Regions from separate parts of the Sus scrofa genome. Here region 2 is linked to region 1. The links are chromatin contacts, called in public promoter capture Hi-C maps. All regions are on one chromosome and are shown on one strand. The core of a region is the stretch at or near the end of the contact, and the rest is flanking DNA. Distances in the headings are between cores, read along the strand shown.

Region 1 (4,064 bases), core at 919-3,418:
CAGGGTAAGCAGGGCTGAGAGCAAGAGACACGGGTCCTCCAGCAACGCCCGAGTGTGTCCGGCCTGGGAGACGCCGCCAGGAGCCCCGGCCTGGCCCTGCTGTGCAAGGGGGGCCCTCGAGAGAGGAGATGCGAGAAGAGGCCGTCCTGGACACGAAGAAAAGGCCACGGTGAGCGTGCAGGACACGTGTCCGCATCAGAACCCCACGCCAGCTCCCCGAGGCCTTTGCTGCCACACGATCCGCCCTCTGGGCTACTGCATCCGCCCCGCTGCCCCCCCCCCATGGTCTGTTCTCTGTCCAGGCTCCAGAGAGCAGGTCTCCTCCACTCTTGCCCCTCCAAAGGCCTCCTCACGCCCTTAGACTAGCGTCCAGAGGTCTCCCAGGGTTCCAGGGTTCTTGCCAACCAGGCCTTCCCTGTCCTTCCTCTTTGCACTCAGCCAGAAGGTCTTTTTTTTTTTTTTTGGTCACTCCCCATGGCACGTGGAAGTTCCTGTGCCAGGGAGTGAATGTAAGCCACAGCAGCGACCCGCACCGCTGGAGTGACAATGCCAGATCCTTAACCCTCTGTGTCGCAGGGGAACTCCAGCCCAGCCCGTTCTGGTTCCTGGGCCTCCAGCACGTCTCAGGCCCCTGGACTTTGCGTGCGCTTTCACCTCGTCCTGTGTGCCTCGTCCCTCAGGTATCTGCATGGCCCACTTCACCTGGGACCTGTCAAACCTCGTCTCCTCAGAGACAGCTTTCTTGACCATCTTAGCTTTTATTTCAATTTTTTTATTTTTAATTTTTTGGCCGATATTTTATTTATTTATTTATTTTTGTCTTTTGAGGGCCGCACCTGCAGCATATGGAGGTTCCGAGGCTAGGGGTCCAATCGGAGCTGTAGCTGCCGGCCTACACCACAGTTAATACCGAGGCCAGGTACTGAACCCACATCCTCCCGAGTAACAATTTCCTAACTCTTTTCAGCACAGAAAATAAATAAATACAATCTGAAATTGATCCATGGGGGTTAAAAAACATAGTTTACTCTCTTTGAGGTTCTCATTTTTTTTTTTTCATAATTTCAGGCAAGGTCAGCTACAAAATGTGCAGAGCCCAGCGCAATATGAAAATGCTGAAAATGACAAAAAGACAGAAAAAAAAAAATTGGAGTTCCCGTTGTGGTTCAGTGGTTAACAACTCCGACTAGGAACCATGAGGTTGCAGGTTCGATCCCTGGCCTTGCTCAGTGGGTTGGGGATCCAGCATTGCCTGAGCTGTGGTGTAGGTTGCCGACACAGCTCGGATTCTGTGTTGCCGTGGCTCTGGCGTAGCCTGGCCGCTACCGCTCCAATTGGACCCCTAGCCTGGCAACCTCCATATGCCACGGGTGTGACCCTAGAAAAGACAAAAAGACACACACACACACACACACACACACACACACACAAATGCTGCAAATGCAGAGCTCCTTGCTGAAAATTATTAACGACGGCAAGACGGTGATAGCAGAGCACGAACCTAAAGCCAGGCCCTTCCAAAAAACAGCGCTGGTCTGTACCCATGAAGCTGGCACTGTGGGCAATTTTAGGATATTGGCTCTCTGGCAAAAAGCATTTATCTAAAATGCAGTTGAGAAGCTCCCGGCGTGGCTCAGGCCGCAGGTTCGATCCTTGACCTCGCTCAGTGGGTTAAGGATCCGGCGTTGCCATGAGCTGTGGTGTAGGTTGCTGTGGCTGTGGTGTAGACCGGCAGCTGCAGCTCGGATTCGACTCCTAGCCTGGGAACCTCCACGTGCCTCGGGTGCGGCCTTAAAAAATGCAGTCAAAACTCGCTCGTTTCTCTTACGTAGGATTGAGGGAAAATGCTTTCTTTAAAATATGTGTGTATATCATCAAGGTGTGATGTCACCTTCTCGAGCCTGTCTCCGTTTCCGTGTGACCAGGTGTCGGGAACGCCAGGCCGAGCCGACGCCCCCGGGCCCGCCGACCTCTCCGCAGCGTCTCTCCCGCGCGTGGCCAGCGGGGGCGCGCGTCTGCGCGGAGCCCAGGGCGCGGGGGGCCGGGCTGCGCAGGCGCGGACCGTTGGTGGGGCCGGAACCCGGTGCGCGGCCGGAACCCAGTTGCGCGGCCGCGGGGCCCGGGGAGCGCGTCGGGCGAGGCACCGGACGTCGCGGCGGTGGCTGCCGGCGGCGAAGCTGGAGCGGCGGTGGCGGCGGCGGCGGGAGGCCGGGGCCGGGGCTGAGGCCGGGGCCGGGGCTGCGAGGCCCGCGGGGCGGCAGGCGGCGGCGGCGGCGGCGGCCCGGGGCTCGAGCCCGGAGACAGGAGCGGCCGCCATGGCCGAGAGCATCGTGAGTGGGGCGGCCGGGCGGGAGGCGCCGGGATGAGGCAGCAGATTTGCCGGCGCGGCCTGCGGGAAGCGCGGCGGCTTGCCCTCCTCCGCCGGGCCGGCCGGGCCCCCGACCTCCGGGTCTCGGCCGGCGGGGAAGCCGGGCCGTCCGCAGGGGCTGGGCTGTGCCTGCCGCCTCGATTCCGGGCCGCGGGGGGCTGGCCGGGCGCGCTCGGAGGGGCTCCGGTGCCAGGGGCCGGGGCCACGACCCCGCCTCGCCGCCGTCCATCTCTTCTGCCTCCTCCCGCCGCCCCAGGAAGTGCCTTGTTACGGGTCCCCGAAAGCAGGGCGCTTTCCACCGACGGGGACCCCCTCCCCGCCAGAGGAAGCTGCGAGGAGGGTGGTCTGGCGGACGGCAAGGAGAACTTGACAGCTGCCCGTCTAAAGGGATGTTCTAAAGGGCGATTTCACTTTGTACCCGAAGGTTTTTCTTAAGTAAAAAAAAAAAGACACAAACGGAAAAGCCAGTGAAAAGCAGAAAAAGCCGGCCATGCGTTAACTTGTAGAAAGTTTCCTCTCAAAAGTCAGTGCGGCAGGAAAAAACCCCTCAGACCAGCTGCACAGAATATGTTGGTCCGCATTGAGGACTGCGTGAGATTTCCCGGGGAAGCAGAAGCAGCACCGGGGGGCAGGTGGTGTCGAGAACCTCGCAGGGCGGGGGTGGCTTCGCGGTTTGGCCAGGTGTCCCGAGTGGCGCGGTCCTGGCTCTGCGGGGACCCCCAGCCCTGGGCTTCCAGCCCCTCCTGTGATGCCTCCTGGATACACAGCTCTGTGCTCGGGGCTCTGGGGCCTCCTGCACGGTTCACCACCTGGAGATGAGCAGAGGGAAGTGGCCCAAGAGAAACTAGCCACTGACTCCTTTTAGAATAAGATTTCCTAACCCTGTTCTAGAAATAGGCTAAGAATTTAACACTCAGAGCTGCTTTCAAACTGTCTCCGTCCTGTATTATTTTTAACTGAATTCAGGTAACCACGGTCAAATGAGTTGTTTCAGAGAAGGCCGTTTCCTGCTAGGTGTGGCATGGATCTCTTGTCACATTTCTCGGGAATTAAAACAGATCATTCTTCTGAAACTTATTTCAAAGGTTGTGAGTTTTTTTTTAAGATTTTCGTTTTTTCTATTATAGCTGCGCTACAATGTTCTGTCAATTTCTGCTGTACAGAAAAGTTTTCATCTATTATTTTGGAAAGATCTTCCAAAAATTTCTGTGGGATAACTGGTTTTTATCTTACCAATTCTTTGACTCCCCCAAGAAGTGTTCTGAGTTCCTTTTCTTAGAAAGAGGGAAACCCAAGTTCCCAAGGAACTGCGTGTCCCTGTCGCTGGGTCATATTTTACATTACGGCCTATGTCAAAAGTGAAGCCATAATTTCCCTCAGTGTGAGTTATGTTTGTCTCTTTGAGTTAGAGACCGAGCTTAGCTTGGAAACGTGGGCTGCTGCGCCCTGCTGTAAAGGAACAGATAGAATAACTTAAGCTTTAGATGCACACAGATACATACGGGAAAGTGTATGTCTGCCTTTTCGCTCCTCAGAGAGTGGAGCGTCACGCTCTTGGTCCTAAGTGAGCACCTTCAGAGCAGCCCTCCCAGAATCCTTCAGAGAGAAGCAGGGCACCTCTTCACCTGCTCCGGTCGGGGAGACAGATTTCAGGAACAGATAACGTGGAGCCTGTCTAATGCCCAGGCTGCGTGGC
Region 2 (4,064 bases), core at 1,102-3,601, 270 kb after region 1:
CCGTCTGGGTCGGATCCGACGGCAGGACCTCCCCCACGGTGCCACTTGGTCACTGGTTACAGGCATCCCCAGATGCAGACGACGTGTCTCTGGTGAGAAGTGTTTGAAGAGTGAGGTGGGAGGTGCGTGTCCCCGGCCACGTGCCCGCACATTGGCGCCCAGACAGCAAAACAGCTCTTTGAGCTCCAACTGGTCTTTATTGTGGCTTCGCCGTCACTACCCCAGATCCTTACATGCGCGAGGCTGCCGACCCTTCCCTAATGCGTTTCCCGTCCTTTCTGCCTTTGAGGCTTTAGACGTTTGCCCTTGGGGGCCATCACTGGGCGGGGGGGCATGCGGTGGAGCCTGTGGACCCCTCCTACTGGCCTCCTGTCAGGTCTTCTTGGCCTGGAAGAAAAAGTATTTTGTGTGAATGGGCTGTGGCTCCAAACTCAGAAAACCACCACCTTCTGGCAAATAACTTCAAAGAGCCTGGTCCCCACAGGCCACAGAGCTCACCTGCTCGGGGCCACTGAACAGAGACCTCCCAGCCACGCCCACCTGTGCCAGACACTGCAGGGCCACTGAGCCGCGTGTCGTCCTCACCAGGTGGCAGGAGCCCCTTCCCCAGAGCCAGCTCTCCCAGGGACAGGGGCGGGGCTCCCGGCGCCTCCTCGGAGCGGACGGCAGATGGGGTCATCCCCTCATGTCCTCAGGTAAGAAAGTCCTCGTTCCCGTCCTGAGTTCCCAGGGCCCAGGGCCTGCAGTTAGGTCCCCATCAGCGGAAAAAGGCACAAGGGCCAGCCTTTTGGGGACAGGACAGCACGATGGAGGCAAAGGAGCATAAAGAGTCTCAGACGACCAGACACCTGTGCAGGTGACCACGCGCCCACAGGTGCCAGAGCAGAGCCTGGTGCCGGGAGCGCGGGTCTTCACCTCGCAACCGGTGACCGTGGGACCGAGGCCTGTCCCCTCCCGGGGGATCTGCCAGGAGGCAGGAAGCAAGTCCCAAGGACATGTCCGCGTCGGATCAGAGGTTGGTGACAAGGCTGAGACTGCGCGTCCCAGCCACGGTCATGGCAAGGGGAGTGCGAGGAGGGTCTGAGGGCCCAGAAAAGGAGGGAGAGCCATCCCGGAACGTCAGAAAATGGCCTCAGATTCCTGGAATCATCCTGCCCCCTCTGGGGTCCGGTTCTCAGGATCTGCGTCTGGTGAACAGAGCTGATCCTTGGCATCACAGCCCACCCCAGACCCCGGAGACCTGACACCTCGGCACCAGCTCAAACCCCCGTGTGGAAGCCTCAGTGCAGTCTCCGCTGCCTGCCCTTGAGATGTCTGGAGCGCCCATCTCAGTTGCCCAGAGAGTTGCCTCCAATTCTACTTCTTCCTCGTCTTTCTTGAAAACACAAACTGGACACCATAGTTCTTTACGTGGGCATAGTGCGTAAGGATTTCTCCAGCACAGGGTTCGATCAGTGAGGATCAGAAAATGCCACAGCTCGGAAACAGAAGACACCCGCTCCTGAGTGGTTGGAGGCAGATCTGAACCCAGAGCCAGGGAACCAACAGACCGCGTCAGCGCAGCCGCTTCTGCGCCCTTGGCACCCGTCAGCGCGGCTGGTGGAGGACTTCGCAGCCGCTGCGGCCCTGCTGGTTGTCCCTTCACCCTCTGAGAAACGCGCAGTCGAGCAGGGGGAGACCAGGGGCCTGGCTGTAACCGCCCACGCGCAGCACACACGTGGGGTCCCTTTTGGCGTTACCCCGCCTCGGCGACAGGCCCAGGTAGGGTTCCAAGGCACCGCAGTAACACGGTGAGGGTGCCGTTCCCCTCCCCGCGATGGACACGGCCGGGCGGGGGTCGCGCTGGCTGGTGGGCGGGTGTGCCGTGTGCGCAGCACCTGCCGGCGCCCAACACCGAAACCAGGGTGCCCCCCGCCCCGGCGGGGCCGGCGCCCACTTACCGCGGCGGCGAAGCAGCGCCGCAGGGCTTCGAACTCTTGCGCGCAAAGGTCCTTGGTCAGGCGGCCGCCCGGGGCGGTGGATGCCTGCACGCACCTGCCGTAGGCCGCGGCCTGGGGACAGGACGGGGACGGGCGAGGATCGCGGCGGCCCTTGCGCCCGCCGGTCAGCCAGTAGACCCCCCCGCCGCTCCCCGGTAACCGCCCGCCCCGCCCCGCCCCGTACAGCCCTCCCGCCTCGCTGACGGCTCCGCACCTCAGTCCCACAGGCCGCCAGGCGCTCGGGGAAGGCGCGGAGGCGGCTTCGCACTCGACCCCACACCGCTCCGCTACCCGACATGAGCGGCTCTTCCTGGCACCCGTGGGCGCCGCCATCTTAGGTCCGGCCTCTTCCCGCACCCAACAGCTTGATTGGTCGACGCTTCCGCCCACAACCTGTTCTGCGCTTTGTAATTGGCCAGGCTTCAGCCACGCCTCTGCCTCGCCTCCGGAACTACGCTCTGGGAGCAGAGCCCTGTAATTGGCTCGTGGTTTCGTCCGTCTTTGACCTTAGACTTTGGATTGGTTCAGGTGCAAATTGTTTACCGAGGACGGCCTCAGGGCCCGCCCCACGCGAACGATTGGCCAGCGGGGCCAGGCCCGCTGAGTGACTGGACGGGGTCAGGGCTTGGCGGAAGCTGGGCGGGGCCGGAAGGTGACCGGCATCCATGGCGGCCACGCCGCAGCTGCGGGACCGGCTGAGCTTCCTGCACCGGGTGAGTGCGGGCGGCCCGGCCCCGCCGCGCGCAGCCTCCCGGCCGAGTTGGCCGCCTCCGTGGCCCCGCTCGGCCCCCGCGGGGTCACAGCTCTGCGGCCCCCCCACCTCTCCTCTCGCCTCTTCCCCCCAGCCCCGCCTCCGACACCCCCGGCTCCCCTCCTCTCCCTCCTACCCTGGACCCCTCCGAGGCTGCGGGACCCCGCCGCACGTGCGTGGAGGAGGCAGGTCAGCCAGCCCTGTGTCAGGTCCTGGGGACAGTGAGACGCCTTGACCCGAGTCCAAATTGGGGAAGAGAGCCAGGGGCCCCAAGTTAGTGCTTTCTTACCCAACTTGAGAGCTTTCGAGAAAAAGACGCAGTGACCCCTGAGCTCTGTCGAAGATCAATTACAGGGCCAGACACTAGCCTGGAAAGCAGGACGACCGTTTCACTCAGTGGCGGGCGTCAGATAGGGGTGAAGGAGAAAAAAATAGCTTTTATTGCTCTGCCAGGCCAAGGAGGTGACAGCAGGCTAACGCCCTAAAGACTGGGCCGTTTCTTGGGGAAGAGTTGCAGGGAGTTTTATGGTCTAAAAGGAGAAAAACAGGGTTTCAGATAAGAATCAGGGTTGGGGCAAACACGCATTCTTCTTTCTTTCAGCGATTCTTAGTCACCTAAGCTGGTGCCGGAGAGCTCAGTGGTTTTCCGGGTTATGAATCTTGACTTTTCCTGGAATAACAATACTTGAGAAAGGGGTATCCTGATGAGCGGTTAGAACGAATTGGGAAAGTTCCTGAAGAACAGCAGGTGCTAATCTTTAATCCCCGGGCGGTTGTGCTCAGGGCGCCTCATCTTTAGTTCACAGGTGATTGTGTTTAGGGTGCAGTCAAGCCAGGGAGACGCACAAGGAAAGCCTCCAAGCTCTTCGGTTTTAAACTGCTTATTGCTAAGCTGTTTCTAAACGAAACATAAGGAACATAGTGTGTCCCTTAGGTGTGTCAGACGCCTGCGTCACTGACGGGGGAGGCGGGGAGCCCTTAGAGCCACCGAGGACTGGGCATTTTCAGGACAGAAGGCTGCGGCTCGAGTCAGAAATCGCGAGGAGCTGGGCAGTGTCCATGGGTTGCCGCGTCCGCGTCTGATAGCTGGTGGTCCTAGAGGTTAGGTCCTGTAGGGACTGGGATTTTCTGGTAGTTACATTTCAAGGAATGGCCTTGAGGTCCTTGAGAAAGACACCCTGGAGTCGTAGGAGGCCCTTGGTTCACAGTTGTAGTTCCTTTTTAGGAAATGCTTCACGAAAGGGAGGTTGGGGCCTGTCACCAGCTGTGAGCCAGAACGGAGAGTAAATTCTGGCTCCTTGAGTTTTCTCAGGCAGGTGGCAGGGTAGGGGGGC

The links. Promoter capture Hi-C pulls out the DNA fragments that hold promoters and counts their contacts.
Region 2: a promoter capture Hi-C map of fetal skeletal muscle shows a contact between it and region 1, with 6 times the contacts expected there. The contact joins the promoter of NDUFAF8 here to the promoter of NPLOC4 in region 1. A contact is called at or near these places in 2 of 5 promoter capture datasets (fetal liver and fetal skeletal muscle) and 2 of 2 datasets of contacts at active chromatin or transcription factors (alveolar macrophages and skeletal muscle).

What each region holds. Positions count from the first base shown.
Region 1 is chr12:1,249,209-1,253,272 of Sscrofa11.1, forward strand. It overlaps NPLOC4 (nuclear protein localization protein 4 homolog), which reads left to right and starts at 2,169. Exons shown (of 17, transcript XM_021066476.1): 1 at 2,169-2,330. The coding sequence starts at 2,316. TSPAN10 (tetraspanin-10) reads right to left here and starts at 2,027. Exons shown (of 4, transcript XM_021066469.1): 1 at 1,892-2,027.
Region 2 is chr12:1,517,127-1,521,190 of Sscrofa11.1, forward strand. It overlaps NDUFAF8 (NADH dehydrogenase [ubiquinone] 1 alpha subcomplex assembly factor 8), which reads right to left and starts at 2,352. Exons shown (of 3, transcript XM_021066478.1): 1 at 2,194-2,352; 2 at 586-2,051; 3 at 178-387. The coding sequence starts at 2,277. The coding sequence ends at 1,452. TEPSIN (TEPSIN, adaptor related protein complex 4 accessory protein) reads left to right here and starts at 2,634. Exons shown (of 14, transcript NM_001244108.1): 1 at 2,634-2,692. The coding sequence starts at 2,645.